3 separate regions of the Mus musculus genome follow, and regions 2 and 3 are each linked to region 1. A link is a contact called in public ChIA-PET and promoter capture Hi-C data. All regions are on one chromosome and are shown on one strand. The core of a region is the stretch at or near the end of the contact, and the rest is flanking DNA. Distances in the headings are between cores, read along the strand shown. Region 1 overlaps Ext1 (exostosin glycosyltransferase 1). Region 2 overlaps Ext1 (exostosin glycosyltransferase 1). Region 3 overlaps Ext1 (exostosin glycosyltransferase 1).

Region 1 (4,563 bases), core at 18-2,517:
TGTGTGTCTGCCCTGAGCCATGCTAGCGGGGAACGGATAAATCTAAGCCGCAGTCTGAAGCATAACCGTGTGTTCTTGTTCTCTCCTCCCCATAAACGATGTAAAACTACATTAATAAAACCCAAAACCACCAAGAAAGGTAGAACATTTGCCGCCTGCTGTGCAAGTATCAACTCGGCTTTCAAAAGCTTACTTGTTCCCTATAAGTAAGGAGCAATCTGAGTTCTTAGTAACACGGTTTAGTGTACGGGGCTACATGGCCTGTCCTTCCTGTTGCTTCTTTAGGACGGTCCACCAGCCTTTCGGAAGGCTGGCGTGTGAGTAGCGGATATTGCACACATTCTGAAGGTAGGAGGCCTGGAATGAGTTAGGGCTAGCTTCCTTTATTTATCCTTCCTTCACTGGGCTTAGCCTGGTCTCTGCAGCCCCCCAGCCTGCATGCTGAAGATTCCCTTGCGCATCACTGGGAAATCTGTCGTTGATTAGATTATTGGATCTTCATTTTCTTCATCAGGATGGTTTCAAGACTTAAACCAAGTACAGCAAGATTCAAAACGGCAACCTCCGCCACACAGACCCAGGACCCTCCAGTTGAGGGAATGTGCTTTCGAGAGACGAAATGCCCCTCAAGGAGTGTAGGGTAATTGAAAACCCACCCTTTGAGCTGTGGTTTATTGTGGAAGGGAGGAATGAATGGCACCAGCGTCCACACCTACTAAATACTTATTAGAACCCCGGCAGCCAGCCTTCTTGAGCTCGAGGTCCTCTGGAGCTACAGTTTCATCCATTTCCAGTTGGCCCTGTGCTGTGACCCTCGGCCATTTTTTTTTCCTTCCATTTAACACAGTTATAAAGGGATTTATGTGCTTTCTTTCCATTAGAACTTAGCAAGGCTGCTGTCATGAATATTTAATGGCCAGGACAGTTTGTTTTCTTTTGCTTTCTTTCCCAGCCTCGCAGCCGTGGGTCCCCCTCCCCCTTCCTTTTGGAGCAATGTAAATATCTTGGCCCCTCACCCTCTGGAGGGATCCCTGAACAACGCTGGGCTTACTGAGTTCCGAAGGAGTCTGGAGGGAATCTCGCCTGCCCCCTACCCCCACCCCTGCTCATGCCCCCTCCTCCCGCTCTCCCAGGACTCCCCAGCAGCTGGACGGTGGGTGGGTGGGTGCAGTGCACGCTTTGAGGTCCGCTGCGAGGTCTGGCACCGGGCTCAGCCTCTCTCGGTCGCTGAGTGCTCCTCCCAGTTGTGCTCTGCCTCCAACTCCTCAGCCGCTCAATTCCTTTGAACTTCACAGCAGCACAAAGGCCTCCCCGAGACTTAGCTGGGGCTCCCTCGGATGCATTCCTGACACTTCATGGGTCGCTGCCTCCTTTCTCTTTGTAACAGGGAAGAGGGCGAATGTCTGCGACAGAAAATGACTTTTGAAGACGCTCAAAGATTTACCGTGTCTGGAGCAACCCCTGAACTTTTGTGATTATCGTAGAGAGACGCACTTTCGCTATTGGTAGATTACGCCCCAACCTTCTTCCCCCGAGTCCCTCATCCTAGCTTTTATTTAAGGAATTTCTCCCTCTCATGCTGAGACCTTCTCTCAGTGCCCAACCCCCATTCTGAATTTCTTTTTATTCCTGTGTGCTTTGTCTACCCTTGTGTGGGAAAAGGTGAGGCTGGGAGAGGGGGCTCAAGGAGGAGAGCTCAAGGGTTAGCGGAGAAGAAAGGGTCCAGCTTAGAACCTTGTCTGCTGCCAAAGAATCATACATGCCTGGGCTTGCCCACCTCAGAAGTCTTTCAAAGATTAAACATGGAAAGACTCATGTTTGATACCGCTCTTGGATATAGTAATTGCTTAATAAACGTTAGCCATACATTATACAGTTTTTAAGCCATTTTTTTCTGAAATTCTTCAGTCTGATCCAATTTTATTTATTTCGCTTGTGCATTACTTATGACCGCACATGTTCCCGTGCACAAGTGCATGTGCTAACGTGGAAGCCCTTGGTCAAAACTGGGCCTCTGAAATTGCTGTTGACTGTACTGCTTGAGAGTCAACAACTCCAGTTGAACCTGGAGTCAACGGATTCTGCCCAGTTGGTTGTTGATATTCTGCTCTTTTCTCCTCTCTAGCTCTGGGATTACAGGAGGTTTTAATAAGTAGGTGCTGGGCCTACAAATTGAGGTGGTCATGCTTGGACAGCCGGCACGATGCTATGCTTTGTTTTGTTGAACCAAGTCCTCTTTCTCCTTGGTGCAGTTTTCACTGACAGCCGTCCCTCCTGCTCTCTCTTCCCGACTCAGAAGGGTGGACTAGGCCTAACCCGTCTCCTGTCTTGTCATTGTAGCTTCTAAGCTAGCGCTTCACTTCACTGTCTTCTTGGTGAAACGGAAATGTTTTAAATTGGGTAGCAGAAGCAGACATGTGTGGAAGTCCTGTTTGTTTGTTTTGGAAAGGCCAAGTATATGTGTATGTATGTGTTTTTACAGAGAAACGTTACAAACATTTTGCAAGTTGAGAAACAAATTCTGTAGGCACCTCCTGTGTTATTCTGACCATAGGTTCTTGTAGGGCTTGTGTTTACCTTCATATAAGGGTACAGTGGAAAAACCCTACTGGGTGAGGTAAGCCACTAGCCTTAGGTACAGGAAGGGCCATTGAAAGCACAGAATGGGAGCACAGGTGAGATCTTGTCAGGGAGGCGTCGTTCAGGGTGAACACTGAGGAAAGCATTTCTGGTTACGTTTCCCTGAATTCCTCTGTGTGTGTGTGTGTGTGTGTGTGTGTGTGTGTGTGTGAGCACACGTGCATAAGGACGTTGTAAGTTAGCTTCCGATTTTGTTCCTAAGAAACCATTTACCTTGGTCATTGTTTTTTAGTTTTTCAAGACGGGAGTTTTTCTGTGTAGCCCTTCTCTTGGAACTCTGAAGACCAACTGGTTTGGCCTCACACTCCGAAATCTGCCTGTCTCTGCCTCCTGAGAGCCTCCGCCACTAGGTTCCTTTTGCTTTTTGAGGCAGTATGACTAGATCCTAGTGAGCCCCAGGGATCTCCTGTCTCTGCCTCTCCAGTACAAGGTTCTAAGTGCGGGGCGCCATACCTGGCTTGACATGGGTGTGGATGTTCTATGCTGTGGATGGAGCAGGCTGAGTTAACCCTCTAGCTCTTTGTAAGTGCTCCCTTATCTTTGATGCTCTCCTACCTCATTTAAGTCTCCCTAAGAGACCTAAAATTCAATTAGCTAGCTGATGTGTATGTAAACTTACGTCACAGTCCATGGCATACTTAAATCAACTAGAATCTCTTCATTAATTTCTACAAGGATTATTGTATGAATTGGTTCTTTGGCCTATTGGGTGGAATATTTACATATGTATATTTAAAAATCCTGAATAGAGTTTCTCCCAAGTTCTTAGCTGGATGGGATAACCATTGGATTCTGCCCTGAAACATAGTACCACGCACATAAGACTTCAGCCTAATTTGGTAAGCTTGTCCTTAGCCTTTCTGGTTTGTCGACAAGAGTAGTAGGTCAGAGACCTCCGATTCACCCTTTTAGACCTACCTGCCTTGAGCTAGGGTTGATTCATTAGCAGGTCTCTTTGAGTAAGAGTTTCCAGCAGCACTGTCTTCCTGTCTCTCTCTTATACCAGGAAGCTGTCTGGAAAGATTTTGCTCAGTGCCTCCCGCACACCCTGCCACACCTGCAAACAGATGTTGAACTGATTAGGCTGGGTGCACAGAAAAAAAAAAAATGTTCAGCTACCTCCATCTATAGAACAAACCGGTCTCCATATTGCTTTTGATCTCTTCCTGTTATGTTTTCTTCAAGTAACGTTTGCACTGCAAATGTTAATTGTGGTAAGCCAACAAGTCCTGAGAGTTTAGTCACCCACGGCAGGGGTCTAGGAAGGGAGAGTAAGAGAAAGGGCCTCTTTTTATGGGAGGTGAGAGTCTTGTTGGGTCAGATAATTAGGTAACAGTGTAAATATATAATTAAACAGGGTGGTTGTGAAATGGAAATGGAGATGCTACTGTAACAATTCCAGTGTCTTTAGGGGGCTGGAGAGTTGTTTCCTGTGATTCTTTGATCTGCTCCAGAACAATCCCTTCTATTTGTGATCACGTGTTGTCCTTTCTGCTTATATTTTATGATGACCAAGTCTCTGCCTGGTCTCTGGTGATGGTCTCAGAACCCAACTATTACAAAATCCCTGCCTGTACCTTTCAGGGGCTAGTCTTTTCTATTCTTTGCAGATAAGGAATCCAAGCCAGAGAGGCAGGTTTGTTTTTGTTTTTATTTTTTTGCTCCAAATGAGCTCTGATTAATTTCTTCCTCTTTATGATTTTTGGCCCTTTGGTGAGTGTGACAAAGTGTAGACATGTTGTATTCTGGGGGAAAATAAAAAGACTTGGAATTTCATCTGGATGGCTTTTGTTTGTTTGTTTTTTTGTGGGTTTTGTTCTGTGTTCCACCCCCCCTCCCCCTTTATAGATTGTTAGGCAAGTTGCTTAACCCTTCAGAGTTTCTAGGCAGAAAAAAAGTAGATTATAAAGACTGAGATACTTT
Region 2 (4,724 bases), core at 668-3,167, 150 kb after region 1:
CCTCAGCTTAGTAGCTGTGTGTTGGCCAAATGTGCTGGTTTTTCTCCATGTGTCAGTGTTGGGAGGGATTGCAAGGCAGAGTAGATCCCAACCCCAGAATTGAACTTGAGGTCACCAACATCCTCTAACAGAGGATGTAAATGGTAATTTTAGGTCCTGTATCTCTGTCCATTCTTAGTTATGAATTGGAATGAGTTTATTGAGCCACCTAGCCCAGGTGGTCTCCTCCAGACAGTAATCCTACTACTAAAGTGTTTGAACTTGCTTTTATACAACAGTGTGAAGAGCTTCCTTGTTCCAGCTGTCCATGTGAAAAGTGCATAGCCTGTATAAATATCATAGACCTTCACGGAGAGGCATTCCTGTCTCCCTCAGCCTAGGGACCTTTGCTTAGGCCACATGTCATGTCTGTCCATCTCTCTGTCTCCTGCCAGGTCTTTCCTCCTCTTCTTCCTCCTGTTCCTCCTTGTCCCCATGGAACACAATGCACACACGAACACTTAGGCTTACCCTACTAGGATCCATGATCCTGGAAGCCATCCCCTAATATCCAGTGAGTACCTTCCAATGGCCTCGCTGCTTCCATTTTGCACTGGCTGAACTGAACCTCATTGACTGCTCATTGAACTCTACGTTGGCTAGAGATCAGCACCTCTGAAATAAACAAAAGTATGTCTGGACATGGAATTCTCCATCTTCAAATTGCCACGTGGAAAGTGATAGTTTTTTCCTTAAATGTATACTTTCCTGACTCCTCAGTTCCAAAGGTGGCATCATCAAAACAAACAAACCAACCAACCAACCAACCAACCAACCACAACCCTCTGACAGCAGATAAACTTTGATTTCCCTTGAATTTCATTCATCTCTCTGCTTCTTGCAAACACAGGCCTGGTGTACCTTGGAGGTATGATCTGCAGCCTCCTCTGTTCGTTGTGTAGGATTCGTTGACTTATGGAGCATTTGAACACAAGCTCCCTGTGTTGCCCAGTAGGAACCCACTTGATCCTTTCCAAAGCCACTCTTGTGGAGCTTGTGATGTTCAATGAACACGTTAACAAGCTGTCACTGTGACTTTGTCACCAGGCAAATCTCAGAGCATCTCCAGGCTCATTTTGCCTAATTATTTATACATACAGATTTCAGTCCCTCTTACTGGGCTTAGTCAGACCTGTGCAGGTTATCAAGTATGGCAAGATATGTCATGAATGCTTTGCCATTAAAACTGGTCACTTCTGTCTTGGGGTCCCGCTAATCTTAAAGTGAATAGCAGAAAATTTTATTTATTTATTTTTTAAGCTTTGGAAGTTACAAAATTTGTTCCTTGAAACAACTTACCTTTGAATGTTTGCCAGTGTGAACCTAACACCTAGCCCTGTCAGTTTAAAATGTGTGTGCCTGTATTTGAACAGAGAATGTAAATTTAATCCTAGTAGGTGCCTATTCTGAAAACCATCTTCTCTCCAGTGTAAATGTGCACTTATCAGAACAGAACAAATGTATTCAAAAACAGGAGAGTAAATGGCCTTTTTGATTCAGATTGCCTCTACACTCTCCCCCTCCCCTCCCCCATCATAGTGAAAGCTTTATTATCAATCCCTTCATTTTCTTCCAGCTTTAGATTTGGAGGGCAGAACAGGAAAACATTTGGGGGCCAGTTGTTTTGAATCAAAACAAATCAAGAACTGGCAAAAAACAGTCGTTTCCTGGCTCTCTGCTGATCTGATTGGTGTCATTTCCCCAGCTCAGGAGAGCTGTGTTTGCTCATCTTTCGTTTGCTTCTGCAGATTGGTGTTAGTGGGTGATGTAAAAACCCTCTAACGTATTAAATGGCAGTGAGGTAACACAGAACTGGAGCCCCTGACTGCCTGGCCTTGTTTTAGGGATTTCCCCTTCACATACATCTCTGCTTGACAAGGACAGACAGGGTGTTTTTCGGTGGCTTCCTAGGCTGGCATAGGAAGTGTCTGGTGGCCCACTTCCTGTGTCACATTGTTCACACATTTGACAAAACCCAGAAAAAAAAGGCAGCGGCAAGGGAAGTTAGGCTTCACTTTGCCATGAAGGCATAATTACATAAGAGTGGCATCTAAAAGTGCCAGACATGGTCTTGGAGCAACCACAATTCTGATCAGTGGGCTGAATTTCTGAGAATACCACTACCCGTGGCTTTGAAGTCCCTAACTCTGTCTAACCACTCAGTTTGCAAGATTGGAACAAGAAAAGTGGTGAGTTTGCAAACCTTAGTCACAGGACAATATTTGGGACAGTGTGCCTGGGATCTCTCAGAGGCACAGGCACATTCCTTCATTCCCCACCCCAACATGGAGCCGTTTTATGGAGCTACATCTTGCCTCAGCTTCTCTCAGCTTCTGAGTGGGTACAGTTCCAGATGTGTGCCCCCATGCCCTGCTCTGTGTCTTCTGACATGAAGGTCATCAGACAGAGTCTCTGGTTGGGGCATAAAGGCCTGGGTGCATACTGCTAACTTGAAGCCTTGCTTCTTAAAGAGTCCTGGACATTCTGCATGTGTCCTTTTTCTCTGTAAGATAGGAGAGTAGGGCACAGCAGCTGCTACCTAAAGACCATGTGTGGAACCAAATAACTCAGTACACACCTGTAAGGTCTGTACTGATGAGTTTGAAGCTCAAAGGTCTTTACAGTTCAAGATCATGTATCTAAGAGGATACAAAACAAACTTCAGGGCTAGGAAAATAGCTCAGTGGGAGGATGTTTGTCTAGCATGCCTGAGACCCTGGGTTCAATCCCCAGTACTAGAAAATTAACTAACTAATAAAATAAAAAATTTTTAAAAATCCACAAAAGTAAAGAACACAAACTCAACCCAATGAATACAAAAACCAAACACATGAACACACATGAAGTCACATTATGGAATCCCTTCCTCACTTTGTTTTTTTAGATGACATTTACTGTTATTTATAAATTTGATATAAAAATAATAATAACATTCCTTTACAATAAATCATGGTTAGTAGTATCTCATAAAAAGCCTTCTGTGCTATGTTCATGCACACAGAGCAAGCACAATTGAGGCTTGAAAAGGCTCGTGACCCTCTTGGAAAGGTGGATCTGGGATTGAAACATGTCTGCTGTTGGGCTGTAGCTCCTTAGCCAGTGAGACTTACAGAGATGGTTAACAGTTGTTGGCTGAGATCATACGAGGGGTGGGTACCTAGCACAGGTTTAGGGCACAGGCAAGCAGCACAGCAGACAGCTTATGGATGAAACAGTCCAGTGGAGTGGGCCTTTAGGTTTCTCCCTTTTCAGTAAGATTGTCACACCCTATGTTAGGTGACCACCAGCCATGGTTGAAATCACTTCCCCTGGGCAGGGCAGTATGTATGCTCTGTGCACTGCTGGGTGTTAGTATTCTTGTTTAGACCCTGAGCATTTACACAGGCTGTAGATTACCGATGAAATGCTTCTGTTTAGCTAGGACAGCCAGATGAAGTCTGTTGCAGTTGTTCGGTTCTTAACTGTCTGCTGATTTTTGGCCTAATGGAAACATGGCCGAAGTCAAGCATTCTTTCCAGTTGACAGATACAGTGTATTTGCCCAGCAGGGAAATTGGGGCACATTTGAAGCAAGGAAGATGCTGAGCAAATGGGAGTGACAGGAAACAAGGTGAGAAGTCTGGTGTGGGCAGGACCTTGCAGGTTGCCACCCAAGGAGGCAAGGAGGCAAGTATAGAACAGCGTCTTTCTCCTGTGGGGATGCAACCTGTGAGTGTGAGCCCTTCACTGAAGGCCGTGGGTTTAGAGGGCAGTTATTCTCTTTGTGCCTGCTCTTTCTCTGGATGTAATTAAGGAGACTTTAGAGAAGGAATCTTGTGCTAAAGCCCAGATAAGAGCCTGAACTTATCTACCTCCCCAAATCCCTAAAGCCAAGTTGGATTTTAATATTTTTCTTTTGGATTTGACTTTGCTGCTGTGCGAAGGGGCAGCAGGTGGGGAGGAGAGAGAGGAGAGTTCCTGGGGAAGAAGAAACCTTTATGGAGACCCATTTTTAATCTCCATGATGGCTCAGTAATGTAAGCCCTGAGAGTTGGCAATGGAAGGAAAACTGCAGGATTAATGGCCTTGTGCCTGCTTCTCTGATACCCTTTAAAAGGCCAGCTAACCAGCTGGCTCCCTCCTGCTCCAAATGCTCTCCCTCTCAAATCCTGAGTTGTGTTGTTTCTTTTTGGCTGATTTTAATTTTCTTCTTCGTTTCTGAATTTCAGCACCAAGGGGGTAGGGAGACTTTTCCTTCCTTCCTTCCTTCCTTCCTTCCTTCCTTCCTTCCTTCCTTCCTTCCTTCCTTCCTCCCTCCCTCCCTCCCTCCCTCCCTCCCTCCCTTCCTTCCTTCCTTCCCTCCTTCTTCCTTCTTCTTCCCTCCACACCCCATGTGTGTGGTGGGGTGGGAGGTTATAGCACTACAGATGAACAGGAAGATTTTATAGGAAAGAGATTTAGTTCATCGTAATTTAGGGATTTATTTTGGTGACTATTTTCCTTAAATTGAAACCCTGTGTGTGTGCTTGTATTTGTACACATTTAACCTTCTGCAATCCTGCAACATAGTACATATATTTTTGGAAGCAGAGATACAATCCAACATGTACTCAATTCTTAAGATGTTCCAGATACAATATCAGTACATAGCCCCCTTTACATTTTACAGCATTATTGCTTTTCCCACATGTCTATTTATGGCTCTGA
Region 3 (4,729 bases), core at 246-2,745, 200 kb after region 1:
ATGGACCCTTTGATCCTGATGGACTACCATTAGCCTAGAAATGCCCATCTTCCAGTGTTTGTAGCTCTTGCTCCGTCATCAGTGCTTAGCAAAGAGTCCTGGAAATCTTCGAGATACACATCCCTGTTCTCATCTTCCTCACCAATGCCTTCTGTAGCCACCCATGCCTTATCTTCCCTGCCCCCCCCCCCCCGCTTCCATATGAACATCTGACAACTTCACAGTGTTTTCACTGGACCACGATCTTCTTAAGACGGACCTAACATGTGGATGGCACACACGCACTCACACACTCATCCAAGAACAGAGATGCACTAGTCTGTATTTCCTTTTCCTCATCACAGGGCACTCTGGAACTTCAGCCACCCCAAGTATTAGCTTTCTGATTTTTTTTCATAAGAGATGTGACTCAAATCTGGGTATAAACAGAGAAGAATCATTACTTAGAAGGGACGGGGCTGGCAGAAAAAGAGCAGCTGTGATGTTCACCCAGTTCATAAGTAAATACTCGAGACAAACTATCACCTCAGGCAGCCTGGAATTGTGTGAGTCTGAAGATTAGAGGCTCATTGCTGGCTTCTTGCCTGTCCACTGTGGCTAGCGAAAAAGCAGGATCATTTGGCCAACGTGCTTGTGAGAGAGGATCTGTGGGAACCCTGGGAAGACAGCAAGCCACAGCAGCGGCTTCCTTCCTTGTACAGCTTCTGATGAGGAGAAAGCTTTTAAACTACACACTGCTGCTGTGTGGGGAGCTGCGGCTTCTGCTTTCATTTTCTTTTAACGGGTCTGCTCCTCGTTTGTCTCTTGGCTGTCTTTGCAAAACTGTTTTTTTGTTTTTTTCATTGTTGGTAGTTTTTAAAAAATGTTTATTCCATTCCTTCTGATATAATTTGCCATAATAACCTGCAATTGCATACTACTTTCCTGATTATACTGCATGTACATAATTTCATTTGAGCTTCACAGCTTTGAGACTGACAGAAGCTAAGAGATGTGCATGGGGGTCTCGCAGGAGAGCCACACTCCAGATTCTTCAGCCCAGGTCTCCTCATTGACAGCTGCCTGTGTTTCTGATAATCTGCTGGCTCCCTTCAGCTGAAGTGATTACAGCTATCTTTTGCAGAAATGCTCATAAGGTGCTGTACTTTAATTAAAATGTATCGTTTGGAAGCCGGGCGTGGTGGTGCACACCTTTAATCCCAGTACTCGGGAGACAGAGGCAGGCGGATTTCTGAGTTCAAGGCCAGCCTGGTCTACAAAGTGAGTTCCAGGACAGCCAGGGCTACACAGAGAAACCCTGTCTAGGGAGAAAAGAAATTAAAAAGAAAAAGAAAAGAATGTATCATTTGGTCAGGTCAGTAGAAGGATCAACCCCTTTGGATGAACCAGGAAACTAAGCCCAGACAAATTAGTATTTCCCAAGATTGCCCAGTTTGTGGATGGTAAGCATAGACTGTGAACCCAGGTTTGGCTGCTTGACCACTGAGCTCTTGTTTACTAAGTTTTTAGCTACCAGTTCCCTGCTGCACAAAATGTACTGGGCATTACAATGGACTCACATAGAATCCAAGGCTCTTTCCCAAGAGTTCTGGATTCAGCAGGCCTGGGTGATCCTGAGATCTGTGCAGTTCCCTGGTACCACAGGTGATACAAGTGGCAGGGACAACACTTGGTGGAATGGTATGAACCACTCTGTCTCCCTTGCCTAGTCACACTGACTCACTATTAGTGAGTCATCTTATGTGGTGAGGGAAGACTTCAAATAACATTCCATAGCATATCTGAAATGGGGTTATATTCTGTACCTTATTCAGTACAACTCTAGGAAGAAAACTATTATACCTATTGCATGGTACTGGCTTCCAGGTTAAAGTCAGGGTCATGTCGTTTTTATTGCACATTTTCTGTGGAGCCACTTAGAAAGGCTCTTCTATCTCCTGCATCATTACCTCTGGAGTGTGGACTGTAATGCCACAAAGGGGAGACAACTGGTTTACCAGCTGAAGCTGCAAATTCTCTGAAAGCAGTTGATACCTCTCCTGTCTCACTGTGTGTGTGTGTGTGTGTGTGTGTGTGTGTGTGTTTTAAGTTGTATGTGATTATAGCATGTCTTACATCTCCTGACTTAATAAGATGAACTGGTCTACTTTAGAAGATTGTCTCCCCACTTGACCTATAAAGTCTGTCTCCCCCACCTCTAACCAATGGTAGCGACTACTCCGTTCTCCGGCCCCGTCGTTATATGCTGTCACAAGTGTTATGAAAATGGAGCAATGTAGTGTGTACCCTTTAGAGGGTGGCTTTGGACTCGGCATTAGCATCCTCGAGGTCCTTGTGTACTTAAGTAGTTTGATCCGTGTTCTTTTACTTCATTATGTTTTATTCATCTGAGAAGTGATCTAGGCTATGTGTATACCACAATCTTGCCTCATTCATACTTGGAAGGGTATCCAGTGTATACATTTGTGGACAGTTCTCCTATGTAAAAATGCCTTCATTTCTCTGGGATAAATGCCTAAGTACAGTGCTGGGTCATATGAAAAGTCCATTTTTAGTTTGAGAAGGAACTGCCAGATTGTCCCCAAAACAGCCTTACCATTTTCCTCTCATTGTAGCCCCCAAGGAAGAGCTCTTGTTTTTCTTGTTTTCCATGTTTCTATCTGTGCTTGTTCTCATGTGTCCTCTTAGATCATACACTGTCCTGCAGGGAGCAAGTGGCACCTCCTTGTGTTTTGGGTTGATTTCCGTTCCTTCAATGACTAACGATACTCAGTATCTTCCTGTGTTCTTCTTGGTGCTTTATTCATTTTCTTTGGGAAAAATATCAGTTCAAATTGTTAGCCCATGTTTACATTGGATTCTCTTATTGTTGTATCAGAAGTGTTTTTTCCATAGTCTAGACCAGTGTTTCTCAACCTGTGGGCCTCAAACCCTTCGGAGGTCACATATAATATACTTGCATTATAATTTACAACAGTAGCAAAATTACAGTTATGAAGTAGCAATGAAATAACTTTATGTTTAGGGTCACCACAACATAAGGAACTATATTAAAGGGTCACAGACTTCGGAAAGTAGAGGGCCATGGTTTTAGACAAAGTTTCTTAGGAGATGGATGATTTGAAAGTATTTCTGCTTCAGGAGATTGTCTTTTTCCCTTCCAGGAAGGAGCTTCTAGAGTTGAGTTCTCATAGGCAGAGATAGAAACCTGTATAATGAGACAAGCCATGACATAGATGCCAGTCACCGAAGGCTGGGGAGATTTTCTCAGACCTTGTACGCGCGCACACACACACACACACACACACACACACACACACCATCCCTCTGTCTTATGCATTTGGCACTACTCAAGAAAGTTTAAATCAAACTGTTGGGTTTTTTTTTTTTTTTCATTAATAAAGTGTTGGTTTGGGGAGAGAATTCCACAGGGTCTGGCTATGTCACACTGGAGTGATGATTCTAGTTTTCTCTGGTGATGGGGATGACTTTAAGAGATTTTACAGCCTTTTTTGTTTGTTTGTTTGTTTGTTTGTTTGTTTGTTTCTTCAAGAAAGGGTTTCTCTGTTTCGTTTTGGTTGTCCTGGAACTAGTTCTATAGACCAGCTGGCTTTGAACTCATGGAGATCAGCCTGCCTCTGCCTCACTGCTGGGATTAAAGGCATATGCCTTCACTGTCCCGCTTGAGATTTTAAATCTTATCAATTAGGTTCAATCTTGGGCAGATAAAGCAACTGCCTTTGGATAGTGTCTGTCTGAATGTGACAGTATCATCAGAAGTGTTTTTTTTTTAAGGACACATGAATATATGCTCAGGTTCAGTGAAGCAAGAGAGCATCACAGGAGACCGAGTTAAAGAATTCCAAAGCAGGAAATGCCCCAAGTGAAGCCAGTAACTGGCCCAACTAAGGTCATCATCATCCGTTCTCTTGAAACAACTCAGTATTTCATGAATTCCTCAACCATAGAATCTAAAAGAGAAAAAGGTTCATGGGCTGAGCGTGCTTAAAAGTTGCAATGGAAAATATTTCTTTCAGTTACCTTTCTATGAATAGACACCATAAGGACTTGCCTACAGTTTTATAGGGCGAACTCATGACCATCATGGCATTGAATATGGCAGCAGGCAGACAAAGATTGCACAGTAGCTGAGAGCTTGCATCTGATCCACAAGGAGCAATTAGGGGATGGTGGAATGAAACTGGGCCTGTTGTGAGACATTTGACATTCAAGCCTACCCCTTGTGACATACATCCTGCAACAAGACCACACCTCCTAAATCTCCCCAAATCAGTTCTACCAACTAAGGGCCACACATTCATATATATGAGCCTATGGAGGAGCATTCTCGTTTAAACCACACAATATTGTTGTAAGTTATGTGTGTATATATATATATATTCTGTACAGCTGTCTTTATCTTTGTGACTATATTTGGCAGACATTGGAGCAATTGTGAATGTATACATGCATGCTCCTCCTAGAAAGATTGTGAAAATCTTGGTGGAATGGTCTCAAAAGACATTTTTTTTTAAACCTAAAACCAACAGCACAAAGAATAGCGGGAACGTAGAAGCTGACAGGAGACATGTAATCTGAGTGGCTCTTTATTTCAGGTGAGGAAACAGATGCCCTGAAAAGCACCCGTGTTAAGCTCATGGCCTCCGAGCAGGACCTAACAGGTTCAGGGTGCTTCCCTCATCTCATTATATGAATGACTTCAAGCTTC

Evidence for each region. ChIA-PET counts read pairs in DNA pulled down with a chosen protein or histone mark. Capture Hi-C pulls out chosen DNA fragments and counts their contacts.
Region 2: a contact with region 1 is called in an RNA polymerase II ChIA-PET map of memory CD8 T cells, with 6 read pairs. The contact joins two enhancer-like sites. A contact is called at or near these places in 1 of 15 datasets of contacts at CTCF or cohesin (the NIH/3T3 cell line), 2 of 484 Hi-C or Micro-C datasets (cerebral cortex and nephron progenitors) and 6 of 115 datasets of contacts at active chromatin or transcription factors (bone marrow-derived macrophages, embryonic stem cells, epiblast stem cells and 3 more).
Region 3: a promoter capture Hi-C map of adipose tissue shows a contact between it and region 1. The contact joins two enhancer-like sites. A contact is called at or near these places in 1 of 15 datasets of contacts at CTCF or cohesin (the NIH/3T3 cell line), 2 of 484 Hi-C or Micro-C datasets (Th1 cells and nephron progenitors), 6 of 115 datasets of contacts at active chromatin or transcription factors (bone marrow-derived macrophages, embryonic basal ganglia, memory CD8 T cells and 3 more) and 2 of 9 other capture datasets (adipose tissue and liver).

The regions. Positions count from the first base shown.
Region 1 is chr15:53,307,860-53,312,422 of GRCm38.p6, reverse strand. All of the region lies in intron 1 of Ext1 (exostosin glycosyltransferase 1), which reads left to right. Among named protein-coding and RNA genes, the nearest start is that of Ext1, 36 kb to the left of the region's middle. Within about 2 kb of position 1,267, at least 183 of the 459 cell types and tissues checked have an H3K27ac peak or open chromatin away from gene starts, as enhancers often do. A contact at or near this core is called in Th1 cells, adipose tissue and memory CD8 T cells, where this site is marked.
Region 2 is chr15:53,154,659-53,159,382 of GRCm38.p6, reverse strand. All of the region lies in intron 1 of Ext1 (exostosin glycosyltransferase 1), which reads left to right. Among named protein-coding and RNA genes, the nearest start is that of Ext1, 190 kb to the left of the region's middle. Within about 2 kb of position 1,917, at least 70 of the 459 cell types and tissues checked have an H3K27ac peak or open chromatin away from gene starts, as enhancers often do. A contact at or near this core is called in memory CD8 T cells, where this site is marked.
Region 3 is chr15:53,109,912-53,114,640 of GRCm38.p6, reverse strand. All of the region lies in intron 1 of Ext1 (exostosin glycosyltransferase 1), which reads left to right. Among named protein-coding and RNA genes, the nearest start is that of Gm41323, 180 kb to the right of the region's middle. Within about 2 kb of position 1,495, at least 126 of the 459 cell types and tissues checked have an H3K27ac peak or open chromatin away from gene starts, as enhancers often do. A contact at or near this core is called in Th1 cells, adipose tissue and memory CD8 T cells, where this site is marked.